2 separate regions of the Rattus norvegicus genome follow, and region 2 is linked to region 1. Evidence: chromatin contacts called from public Hi-C data. All regions are on one chromosome and are shown on one strand. The core of a region is the stretch at or near the end of the contact, and the rest is flanking DNA. Distances in the headings are between cores, read along the strand shown.

Region 1 (6,220 bases), core at 1,193-3,692:
AACTTAAAACCTTGCTACTGGTGTTTTCCTCACAGCTGCTAAACATCAAGTCCAGCACCAGTTTTTGAAATAGGTCAGAAGGGAGACAAAATGAACCATTCACTTTCAAAATGTACAGCTCTCACTGGGTCTCTAAAAACCTTGATGTCTACTTTTGCAGCTATCAGACACAACTAGTTTTCTTTAAACCTTGCTGTCCTTAGTTTTAAAATAAAGAGCCTAAGCTGCAGGAGGAAAATCCTTCCCACTTCTGAGAATTATAAAACTGGTTAATACTAAGCATCAAAACAGAAGAGGACTCCATCACATCTTTCTCATCACTGTTTCAATATTAAAGTTTTATTTTCTCTTTTTGTTTGTTTAATGGTGTCTAGGGCCTTAGGCCTGCTAGACACTAAGCCTTGTCTCCATTGCTTATAATGAAGCCCAAGCAACACGCTGCCCCCAAACAATAAATAAGCAAGCACAAACTACCCATACAAATTCACCACAGCAGAAATAACAGAAGGGATAAACTTTGGGGTATGCAGTCCTACTCAGAACTTTTTCTATGTAGCTTCATCTAATCTAGGTTTAAAACACTTTTTTTGTCTTATTGCTAACAGGTGAGCCTCAAGTCCCTTTCCAAGGACTCTACTTAAACAGAACCTGGAAAGGAAGAAGAAAAGAAAATTAACTCAAAAGCAGACTTTTTCCGGGCTCTAGGTTTAGGAAAGGAAGTAAGTGGCAAGCAGTACTTGTGGATAATTCACTTAAGTCTTCTCTCCCAGAACAAAGTTTTAATCAACTTTTACAACTTCTTTCCTCTGCTGCCCCAAATTATTATTTCCTCCATCTTAGGGTGTTTAAAGCTTCCATTTCCTAGTATTGACAGGAGGGTTCCTTCTAAAAGAGCTAACAACTGGTAGGTCGTAGTTGGCTATCAGTATGGTTCATTAATCTTTTGGGTTAAAAGGAATAAGGTCCTACAACGCCGCCTGTCTGTAGACCCAGGAAAAACTATAAAGAGTTATGAAACCAGATCACTAGGACATAGGCCTCCCTGTCCCAATCACAATCAAACCTGGGTGCAAAGCAGACGCTTCTTCCCTACTTACTTGACAATAAATAAGTAAGGTTAACTAATTAATTAAATAAAAGAGGGACCTGGCTTGATTATTAAGGGAGAACCTGATGAAGCACTACATACACGCGTAGAGCACCAAACAAGAATTTTTATGTACTAAGCCATTTGTAAACGCATACGTATGGATGTAAGATCGGCTCATCCAAAATCTTTCATAAATCGAGTAAGTGATGATCACTTCAGCCACAAGCTGAAAGAAAGAAAGAAAGAAGGGAAGAAAGAGAGAGAGAGAGAGAGAGAGAGAGAGAGAGAGAGAGAGAAAAGCCCTGCAGCGAAAACAGTATGGAAAAGTACAGCTTCTCACGTGTCTCTCCCAGATACAAATACTTAGCTCCGAGTCCATTACAATCTTACCAGCCCTCCAGAATCGCTCTCCGCCGCCACCTTACACTGACAGAAAACTACCAACCTCGCAGTGGGTCCCCCAGAGACTCTCCTACCTATTATCTTACCCCTCCCGCTTTAGCTCCGCCCCCGCCCCGGGAATGAGGTGGCTGTACTGGCCCCGGAGAGACCACCCTCCTGCCCCAAAGTGCCACCCGGGAATCTAACCAATCCCTCCGCCCTGAACCCTGTGAAGAAGCATCCTAGGCTAACAAGCTCCTCAGCAACTCCGTGCACTCTCTGGTCCTCCCACCCCCACGTGTCAGCTACCCTCCCCCACATTCCCACACCTCACGACTCCAGGCCGAGCAAAGAAAGGGGGCAGGCGAAAGCCTGGTCCCCAAGGCAGATCTTAAGCCCCCGAGGGCTCCGTCCCACCGCAAGTCCCCTCCCACCTTAGGCCCTTCACGGTCCCTTCCGCCCTCCTCGAGGTGAAACCAGGCCCTTGCCTCAGAAACCTCCTCTTCCTCGTCGTCGTCGTCCTCCTCTTCCTCGCTGTTGTTGCTGCTGGTGCCGCCGCCGCCTCCTCCTCCGCCGCCGCCGCTGTTGTCGCTGTCGCTGCTGCTTTCGCTGCTGCTGGGGGGTCGGCAAGTCCGGTTCCGCTTGGCCTTGTGGTGCGGCTGCTGCGGTGGCTTCTTCTTCAGGAGCAGGTCGCAGACTCGCACCATCCCACGAGGAGACGAGGCCGAGCGAGCCCCGCCGCCGACCTCCGCCGCCGCGGGGGGGGCCGCCACTGCCGCCGCCGCCGGGGGGCTCCCTTCTCCCTCAGCCGCCGCCGGAACCGTCGCCTTCTCCATCCCCGCGGGAAGAGGGGGGGACGCGGACGGGGGAGGGGCGTGGGGGCTCCGCTCTACCGCGACTTCGGCCGCGCCGGGGCCGACACAGCGCTCCGGGCCGCCGCCGCCGCCGCCACCGCCTCGGTCACCTCTACTGCCGCCGCCGCCGCCGCTCCGCCAGCTCTCACCTCGTCTCGCGATACTAAGGGCGGGGAGCTTGGCGATGGGAGGGAGAGAGGGAGGGAGTGAGGGAGCGGGAGGGCGAGGGGGGGCGAGGCGGAGCGCGAACGCCGTGCCCGGGAAAGCGGAGCAGGCGTCCGGAAGGAGCCGCTGGGGAAGTGCGCCTAGAATGGCTTCCCTGGGGAAACCGAGTCTGAGCGGGGACCGCAAGCAGGGGCCGCGGGAGGGCGGGCGGGCGAGCAAGCGAACGAGCGAGTGCCTGGATGGCTTGTCTTCTCCGCGTTACTTCCCCCACACACAGCCCTGCAGCCCTCCCTCCTTCCTTCCTGGCTTCTGATTAGAACGCAGCCGCAGGCGGAAGCGCGAGTGACGCCATCAGCCGGCGCCCCGGCGGCCGCGCGAGGATCTCTGCCTGCTTCTCCAAAGTGCAGACTCCAGGGCCGCGGAGTAGGGTCCCCCACGAGCGTGCGGGGGTGCAGGGAAGCGGGGGCAGTGGGATGGAGAGCAGCGGGCCGGGGCTGAGTGGGAGGCGAGCGCGGAAGCGTGGGGCAGCTGTGCGAGCAGGAGGCCTGGCCTCCAGATCCGGGAGGTGGGGCCTCGCCCCGGACCTCCTGGACGGACTTTCCTGCCTGGCCATTTTCTCCACCGCCTAAGCCAGAGGGCTTTGGATCTCCGGAGAGAAACTTCGTGAAAGGAGAGAGAGAGACTCCTGCCAGGTCCAAAAGAAAACTGTTTCCCCTCAACCGTACCTTGGAGCGATTCTGTCCTCACTTGATAAAACTCTTGCCAGAGTTGTCTCGGACTGCCTAAACCTGACTTTTACACCTTTGTAATATGCAGGAATTGAGTAGTGAAGTTTAAGACCATACGGTTCCGAAGAGGTGGATGGGGGAGCGGTGCCAGCATTGTATGCATTTCTGGGTCTGGGTTCTGAGATCATTTTAAGTACCTGGAGAACTTGCAGACAGATTGAAATGTAGCTTTCTTCTTGAAACAGTGTAGCTCAGGCTAGCCTTGAACTGGCGATTTTCCTGAGATGATATTAGGTCTGCACACCACCACGTCATGTTTATGTAGCTTATTGAACTCAGAATTAGCCACTTCTGGTCTAGTACGAGTAGTGGCATAAGGAAAATAAAGCAAACATCAAAGACAGATGTACTGGCACAAGATAAAAAAGTGCCTCAACTGACAGAGTTGCCATTTTAAGACTTCTAAGTTTAGCTGAGTGCCTGATTTTTTTTTATTTTTTGCATTTTCTTTTTAGTACTGGCATACCATATGAAATGTGGGCAGTTGCCAGTACGCTACAGAGTACCACAGAAGAATTGGTGATGACTAAATCAATTCATTCAAGCAAAAATTCATTATGTGCCTACTGTGTGTGTGATCTATGAAATCAGAGTCTGTGTTCCCAGGGGCTTCTCTGTGTACTGTGTGCAATAGCAAATATACAAAGTGCCTGCCTTTTTGCTGAGTTCCGCTATACAACATTGTACAGAACACTGTATTATGTATCTTGGTTCCAGTGGGATCTTGGCCATTTTCTATATTCCTCAGCACCTTTGTGTCACTTTCCACCTGAATACCTTTTGCAATCTTTGAATGCCAGCCCCATTTCATTATGACTGACTTTGAATTTCACAAGAAGACTGAGACCACTGATACAAATTCCTTTGATTTTCCAAATGCTAGAAATGGGCTGATCTCTCCTCAGTATGGAGAGAATGACAAAACTCATTGCCCTTATGCAAAGTCAACTCTCCAACTATGTTCTGGTTCCAGTGACTCTCTTTGGCCTGGTTTTTGTTTTTCTGATTTCAGTCCTTCACAAAGTTCGGTTATTTTTTTCACTTACTCAGGTTCATTCCTTCAGAGTTATGTTCTTTATGAATGCGCTCTGGTGCAACTTCATTATTTGGAAAAATAGTTTTTGCTTTAGTGAACAGAAATGAAAGACAGTCTTCTCTGGGACTTGTCAGATAAAGCCAAACTATAAGAATAGTCAAGTCCCCTGACATGATTTGTATCTATTTTTTAATATTTTTTATTCAGTGTATTTCTATCTAGTTTCTCGCTTTGCCAACCTTGTAGCCAAGACTGGCTGGCCATTTGTTAGGCACACTGATAAACCGGTGACTGCATTCTAGGAAATCAAGTGTGAGTGTTAGTAGTATGCTCGTTTTCGGGCCTAATGGGAGTCCTACTGAGCTCACGGTCCACCATCTTGATACCAGTGAAATACCATGTGATCTTGAAACCGTTTGTTGCTGGTATCAGAATCTGAAGAGAGAGTTTGAGAGGCTGCTCCTGCCTCAATGTCCCAAGTGCTTGGATTGCAGACATGCGCCACCACACACAGCTTCAGATAACACTTTGAGCCCCCATCTTTCCCTGACGCTTTGAGTATTCAACAACTATTATTAAAGTTTCCAAGGGAGTCCCAACATAAGAATTCCCTTCTGTTTCCCAAATTCCAAGTGGTTTGAGGAGGGGTTGGGGGGAGTACAAATGAAAGCCAAAAGTATCACCATATTAGTGATGGGAGGAAATTGCCTAATGTAGCATATTCATCACCAATAAAAATATAAAAATGGCTGGAGAGGTGGATCAGGAGTTAAGAGTGCATACTGCTCTTGTACAGAAACAATTCAATTCCAAGTGCCTTCTGGCAAACACAGGAACAACTAAAAATAAGTCTTAAAATATTCAAATAATTTTGTGTATATATATGTATATATATGATATATCACACACATTAATATATACATATATGTATGTATATGCTATATATACATATATCTAAACATATATATATATATATATATATATATATATATATATATATATATTTCAAGTCTGTTAACCTCTGAGCAGGAGGGAAATTTATACTTCCAGTCCCCAGAAATGCTTGACAAAGACAGCATGGAGAAATGAAAGAATTTGATCTCTGGACAGCCTTATTATGTGATTAGAAACAGCTTAAATCACACAATTTTCACAGATTTAGTAATTACTCACTTGCCGCTGCAAATGTAGAAAAAGACCAGGAATGAGTCATGGGTCCTTTACAGAGAGCAAGATCTCACCAGGGTTCTTTTCCCACCAATGTCGTCGGCCATTTTCATTTCCCATCACAAACACTGGACTAGTTATCTCTCTAATCATTCTTTCTACGTGTTGCATCCGTCTGTCTTCTGCATGGCTCAGGGCTCACGCTTCAGGAGTTCCACTTTAGTTCACACCTTCTCCCTACTTTTATTTTGTCTCTATGTTTTCAGTTCCACCAACCATGCTTAGGGATAGCGATTCTACAGCTTTTATTCCGAACCCCATTGGGATCCAGAACTACCAATGGATACTAGGATGTGTAAGCTAATGTTTTCTGAGCTTTCAGTACAATCTAAACATACTCAAGGACACTAAGTCATACCCACCCTGTCCTAGCTAGTTTTATTGTCAACTTGACACATGCTAAAGTCATCTGAAAGGAGGGAACCTCAACTGAGAAAATGCCTCCATAAGATCTGACTGTTAGTGATGGATGGGTGAGGGCCCTGCCCATTGTTGGTGGGGCTGCCCTGGGCTGGTGGTCCTGGCTTCCATAAGAATGCAGGCTGAGTAAGCTGTGGAAGCAAGCCAGTAAGCAGCACCCCTCCATGGCTTCTGTATCAGCTCCTGCCTCCAGGTTCCTGCCCTGACTTCCTTCCGTGACGAGCGGTGATGCCAAAGTGTAAGCTAAATAAACCCTCTC
Region 2 (6,220 bases), core at 2,700-5,199, 92 kb before region 1:
CTCTCTATGTAGACTGTGTGAGTCTTGAACTTACAGAGATCTGTCTGCCTCTGCCCCCTAAGTTATCATGGTGGGTTTTCTTTGGGGGACTGGTGTTACTCTGAAGACTTGGCCGACTCCTTATGTAGACCACAGAAATCCACTTGCTCCCTGTCTCACTGTGTAGCTGAAGCTGGCCTGAACTCACAATCCCACGTGACCCCCAGGAGTAGAGTCACGATCAGGTGCAGCGGTGTCAGGCCAGCTTCATTTCCTCTTGGAGGATGCATATATTCTATTGCCATACTGTTTGCTTTGGAGAGGCTCTCGCCTAAGTTCTACCTGTGCCTGCCTCCTAAACACTGGGATTCAAACACTTGGTGACCATGAAACTCTTAGAAAACTAATGAACTTATGCTATGTTTTCATTCCCTTTTTTGTTCAGCAAACATCAGTGGAATGTTCAATGAATAGCAACAGCTGTAAAAAGTCACATATTCAAAGACTATTACTAATACAGACTTAGATAAAATATTTATGTTCTTCTACACTAATATTTACATAAGAAGCCATACTATATAACTGTATACCTGTAAATGTCAAATTCCATTACAAAAAAAACCTAAAAACAAGACAAAAATTGTAATTGATCAAGAGTCAAGCACTGAGAAAAGCCTACTAGTCAGTCCGTGATGGAGGGGAGCCGCAGCAACTGCTCTGCAGAGGCTGCAGAGACAGAGCACTGACTGCAGAGACCGGGGATGGCCGCAAAGGAGAGCCGCGCCGGCTACAGCAATGGAGAAGGACATGAAAGCTCAACGAGCCACGGTTCTGGGCTGCAGTGTATGCTGAAGCATAAAAAAGGACGGTCTCATTTCACAGAAAAGGAAACAAAGTCAGATAAAGCAACTTTCTAATGGCCACTGTAACTGCTAAAGATGAGCTTTTAAAGACCAAGAAGGACGTTCTATATAGCAAGCTGAATCAGACACTCTGAAAGTATTCTGAGACAGTTAAAATACCTGTCCTTTCCTGCCCACTGCTAACCATATGCAACCTACAGACAGCTTTAGGTATGAGGCGCAAACATTCTTTTAGAGTAATTTATAACAGTAATGTCCTACTTGAGTGCACAAAAATATACAAAATATGAAAAAACAAGCATAAAAAAAGGTGATCAGTAAAACATATTTCCTTATCATAAAACATATATTTAACTAATTAATTTTAAGCGTCATTTTCAAAGTGCTGTCTTCCATGTTAGACTGACAAAGTAAATATAGGAGCCCACAGGATCTTGTCAATGACTATACAGAGTAATTTAAGTAAAAGCTATTAAAAAAATACCTTGAACTATTTAAAGAAATAAAAAAGGATATTTAAAGCTGAGTAAGGAGAGCTTTTAAACTCTTTAGGGAATTAGTCAGTTACAGGAGGTAGGAGGCTCACTCCAGTTTTTTCATCAATAATTTATAGGAACTAATGTTTGAAGATAACATGAGAACTTCAGATTGAAATTACCTTGCTTTATAATCCATTAATAAAAACTGGAATATTAACAATGATTTTCAGTACAATAGAGTGTCTGAGAGGTAAAGTACAGAAAGAATCTTTTACGGCAGACTTAACATCACATACTGGCCACACAGTTACTTTATTACTTTATCAAGTACCCAAGGTAAAATCTCAAACAGAGGGAGAAGGGGAGGGGGGAAAAGGAAAGGAAGAAAAACAACGTTGTGCTTGTGTGCATGTACACGTATAAAGAACCAGGCACGGTAGCAGCTCTCAGCAATTCAGGATAGGTATGGTTTGGTGAATGTTCTAGTTGAGGCCAGCCTGGTCTATACAGTGAGTTCTGGACAGCTAATGAATGACACACAGTGAGAAACTCAAAAACAGTAAAGCAGAGAAGCACCTTTATAAATTATTTACATGACTAGCTGATAGAACCATACCCATGACTTAATTCAAAGGGGTATAAAACATGAGAGTATTGTAGGAAAAAACCTTCAACTAGCTAATGTTATACAGGTTGAAAAGAATTTAGTATGGGAAGCAAACTTATTCCTAAACTAATTACACTCAAAAGCAAAAGGCACCGAAAGAGCTAAATATTTTAAATACCTGCAAATAGAGAATCTTCTCAATTTCAAGTGTTTGATTCTCTGTACAGACAGATTATGTGTAAGTTTAACTAACATTTAAGGTATCAGATGAATAAGAAAAATGGACAAATTTAAGCTTAATTTTAATGAACTGCTTTTCTAAGCACAATCATATGAAGCGGGACAGAATGCACGTCATTTTCCTTTGAGACTGTATCATTAGACTGTAGGCTGCCCTCAGACCTTCCTGTGTGTGCGGAAGAGGCTGGGTGTGAGCTTTCCCAGACCTGAGTCAGAGGCAGCTGAGATACTCTGCAAGAGCAGCAAATGCTTTTAAACCAGAGCCGTCTCTCCAACTGATACATCTGTAAGTGAATCTGCTGTTTTGTTTTGTTTTGTTTTGCTTTGTGACAGAGTGAGTCTGCTTAATACATGCCAGGCTAGTTAGCCTCCAACACCCAATCCCCCAGCCTCAGACTTAGGCAATTGAAGAATAAGACAGTGTCACATACAGTTGTGTTTTACTTCCTTAGGAGTTGGGGGAGGGACTACTGACTCCATAACATTCTAAACTCTAGGCTGACCTACAACTTGAGATGATCCTCACCCTTCCAAGTGTAAGGATTGCAGGCATGAGGCTGTTTTACTCAATAATTCACACCCAGCTATAGTTTAAGTCTTCATGTTAAGCAAGTTAAGTTACTTAATAGGTTATGTAACCCAGGCTAGCTATGTATGCACCAATGGATGACATTCAAGCTTTGATTTTCCTGACACGGCTTGTGAGCTGGAACAGGAACCCCAGGACTCTTTGCATGCTACGGCAGTACTCTACCAACTGGGTCATACTCTTAGCCCACACCTACACCTCTGAAGAGATATTGATGGATGGAAATAACGAAGACTACATTTTTTAAATTTAAGTTTTCTAACTTGAGAAAGGTCCATAGCAGTTCATACAAACAAAGAGTAATCAATTCGGGGGGCCGAAGTCCAATCTCCAAATTTTATTTACAACTTCATAAAACCTTTTGCCCAGTTTGTGCCATGGCTCAAATACAGGAATTGCACCTCTGAATACTTCAGAATAGCAGTAGACGGAAAAAGAACATCTCTCTCATTTGAGAGTGCTCGGTTTCACAGTGGCTCCTCAGTCTGGTAGTAGTCAGTGTTTTATTTGTGTGTTCAAGCACAGTTTGGTTATACAAATCAAACTATTTACATCAAAGCTGATGGAATTTTTATCTAGCATCAAATATTTTTAGAGATTTCATTTTTTTTAAAAAGAATTTTACACTTTTATTGAAGTACCTCCCTTGACGAAATTTTTAAATCAACTTCAATAACTAAGTGAGGAAGAAGGTAAAATCATTATTTTACCTGTTCTATTTGATATGTAGACAAGCACAAATATCAAACTTAAGTCATGTTAGGTAAAAATGCAACAAGTTTTTAAAAGCCTTGATATAGAAACCAAATAGGGATTTTAAAAACCAACCAACCAACCTACCCATTTATTTATTCATGTAACGTATGTGTGTTCTGCCTACATATATGTGCACCACATAACTGCCTGGTACCCTCAGGGGCACTAGAAGGGGGCACTAGATCACCAAAAACTTGAGTTAAGGAAGGCTGTCAACCACCATGGAAATGCTGGAAACCATAACAGTAGGACCCCTGTAAGAACAACAGGTAATCCTAACTGCTGAGCTCAAGTTCCCAAACATGGATATTTTAAGGACCCATAGTCAGATCACTTTTTGTTAGTTTTTAGGTTTTTCAAGGGTTTCTCTGTTTTAGTCTTGGCTATCCTGGAACTCGCTCTGGAAACCTAGCCGTCCTTGGACTCAGGTATCGTTGAGTGCCTGGACTAAAGGTGTGTGCCAGTACCTACCACTGCCTGGCAGCCGTCAGTCAAATCTTTATAGATAAACCAAAGTACATTTCAATTTACATGGCTGTTGGTTAAGCAGTAAAATTATTTCATCATTAATAACTTAATATATTCAGTAAAATCAGTTGTGCTTGGACACACATTACATTTGAAGATGTTTGGAAAACAAGAACTTAACGTTGCATTAAGGGCCCCTACACAGTATCTTAGTTTCCTAAAAATCAGCACACACTTCTGGTCAAATGCAATAGTCTCAAGATCAAAAGGACAAGGGGAATAATGAATATTCAATGCCAGGTTTTACTGAATTCTACTATTTGATCAATAATATAAATGCACATGGCTTTTGCAATTTTAAAAGGGACTAAGCAGCATGAATGGTATCTCACTGAGTGCAATGGTGCACACTTGTAATTCTCCCTAACCAGAAGACAAACCCAGAAGGTCATGAATTCGGGCAAGCTAGGTCAAGACTCACAGCTGCTTCGCCCTCCAAGCAAACACCCAAAGTGCAGAGCCTCCTTCCCAGATAGTAAAGTAAGTGGCCTGGTCTGAGGATAAGAGAGAGGTTCTGAGTCAGTGCACCTGCTGCTCTTGCAGACAACCTAGCTCCTTCCCCAGCACCCACATGGCAGCTCATGGCTGGCTGTTTCAGGACATTCTTCTGGCTTCCATAGAGACCAACATGCTTGTGGAACAGAGAAAAACATGCAGGTCAAATACGTGCACATAAAACAAACAAGAAAGGCGTGAGATAGTAGTGCACACTTAAGAATCTCAGCATTAGGAGTGCAAAGACAGGCAGTTCTGAGTTTCAGGCTAGCCTGGTCTATACAGTAAAACCCTGTCTAAGAATAAATTAACAAACCCATACATAAAAAGTACATGGTTTTAATGGTATATACATACACTCCTTGAAATTCAAATTATAAAAAGATGGTTTTAAGTTTTAACAGCATATACTTCACCCCAGGGACTCATCAAAATAATACAAATATAAACCCCAAACATTTTCTTTACCTTTCTCTAAAGGATTTTTCTTTTTCTTTTCTTTTTTGGCCTGCATACGTATCTATGAGGGTACCAGGTCCCCTGAAACTGGAGTTATACACAGTTGTGAGCTGCCATGCAGGTGCTGGGAATTGAACCAGGATCCTCAGTGCTTTTAACCAGTGAGCCATCTCTCCAGCCCCGTAACTTTACCACTTTCTTTTAACAGTTTCTCCTAACATACTTCTTAGCATTTTAATGTAATCTTACTTCATTGATTTGTTCTGAGACAAGGTCCTCTTGTAGTCCAAGACATCCTCAGAATTACGATGTAGCTGAAAAGGAACTCTGTATGTACTCCCTGCCTCTATCTCTTAGGCACTCAGACTATAGGCTTGTGGCACCGGGACTGCCATCTTTTGGCCATTGTCGAGATAAAAACAAGCTAAATTTGCCAACTCCATCTTGCCCTGAGACATCACACTCAACTTACAAATATATAAGAGTTGTGTGTGTGTGTGTACTCCCGCAGGCATGTACACATGGCATAGTACAAGGGTAGGTAACAAGGGTAGGTGGGTTTATTCTCCTACAATGTGGATTACTGTAATCAAACTGAGGCTATTAGGCTTGATGGAAAGCATTAAGGAGTCTTGCAATGCACAGTCAATTAAATCTTATCTATTTAGTGAGACAGGGTCTTACTATGAAGCCCTAACAGGCCTCAAACTCATCTAGAAATCCACCTGCCTCCATCTCCTTAGGGCTAGAAATCAACTAATTTTTTTAATGGAACAGCTTTTATTTAATAGAGCCTTTCTTTATTTAATAGAGCCTTTCTAAACCTAACAGTTCTCTTTTTTCACCTCGTATATATTGTTTCAGATAATCTATAAAGAAAGTGTTTCTGTCCCCTCAATAGAATCTCAGTTAAAATTACATAAATTCAAAATATTTCCTCATTACCATATGTAATTCCACCAAAAGTTTTAAAAGCGGTATATAGCCAGGCGTGATGATTCATGTCTAATTCCAGCATTCAGGAGGCTTAAGGAAGATTGTTGGGAGACCAGCCTAGGCTATACAGACACCCTGTCTCAAGGGGGAAAAGTTTAATAATACAAGTAATAACATATAGAAACATAAAGTTGACTAATCACCTTTTGCTGAGGCTAGACTGAACCCAGGACTTTACGTACTTCTCCACCGATGTAGTCTCAGCCCCAGCCGCTTCTTTTATAAACAC

Evidence for each region. Hi-C and Micro-C count contacts between places; a contact is called where the count stands out from the background.
Region 2: a Hi-C map of liver shows a contact between it and region 1, with 3 times the contacts expected there. The contact joins the enhancer-like site here to the promoter of Ankrd17 in region 1. A contact is called at or near these places in 3 of 12 Hi-C or Micro-C datasets (hepatocytes, liver and psoas muscle) and 1 of 1 datasets of contacts at active chromatin or transcription factors (oligodendrocytes).

What each region holds. Positions count from the first base shown.
Region 1 is chr14:18,005,081-18,011,300 of GRCr8, reverse strand. It overlaps Ankrd17 (ankyrin repeat domain 17), which reads right to left and starts at 2,442. Exons shown (of 34, transcript NM_001401338.1): 1 at 1,960-2,442. The coding sequence starts at 2,307.
Region 2 is chr14:18,098,635-18,104,854 of GRCr8, reverse strand. The region is part of intron 16 of Ankrd17 (ankyrin repeat domain 17); the gene reads right to left. Among named protein-coding and RNA genes, the nearest start is that of Cox18, 48 kb to the left of the region's middle. Within about 2 kb of position 3,949, at least 1 of the 93 cell types and tissues checked has an H3K27ac peak or open chromatin away from gene starts, as enhancers often do. A contact at or near this core is called in liver, where this site is marked.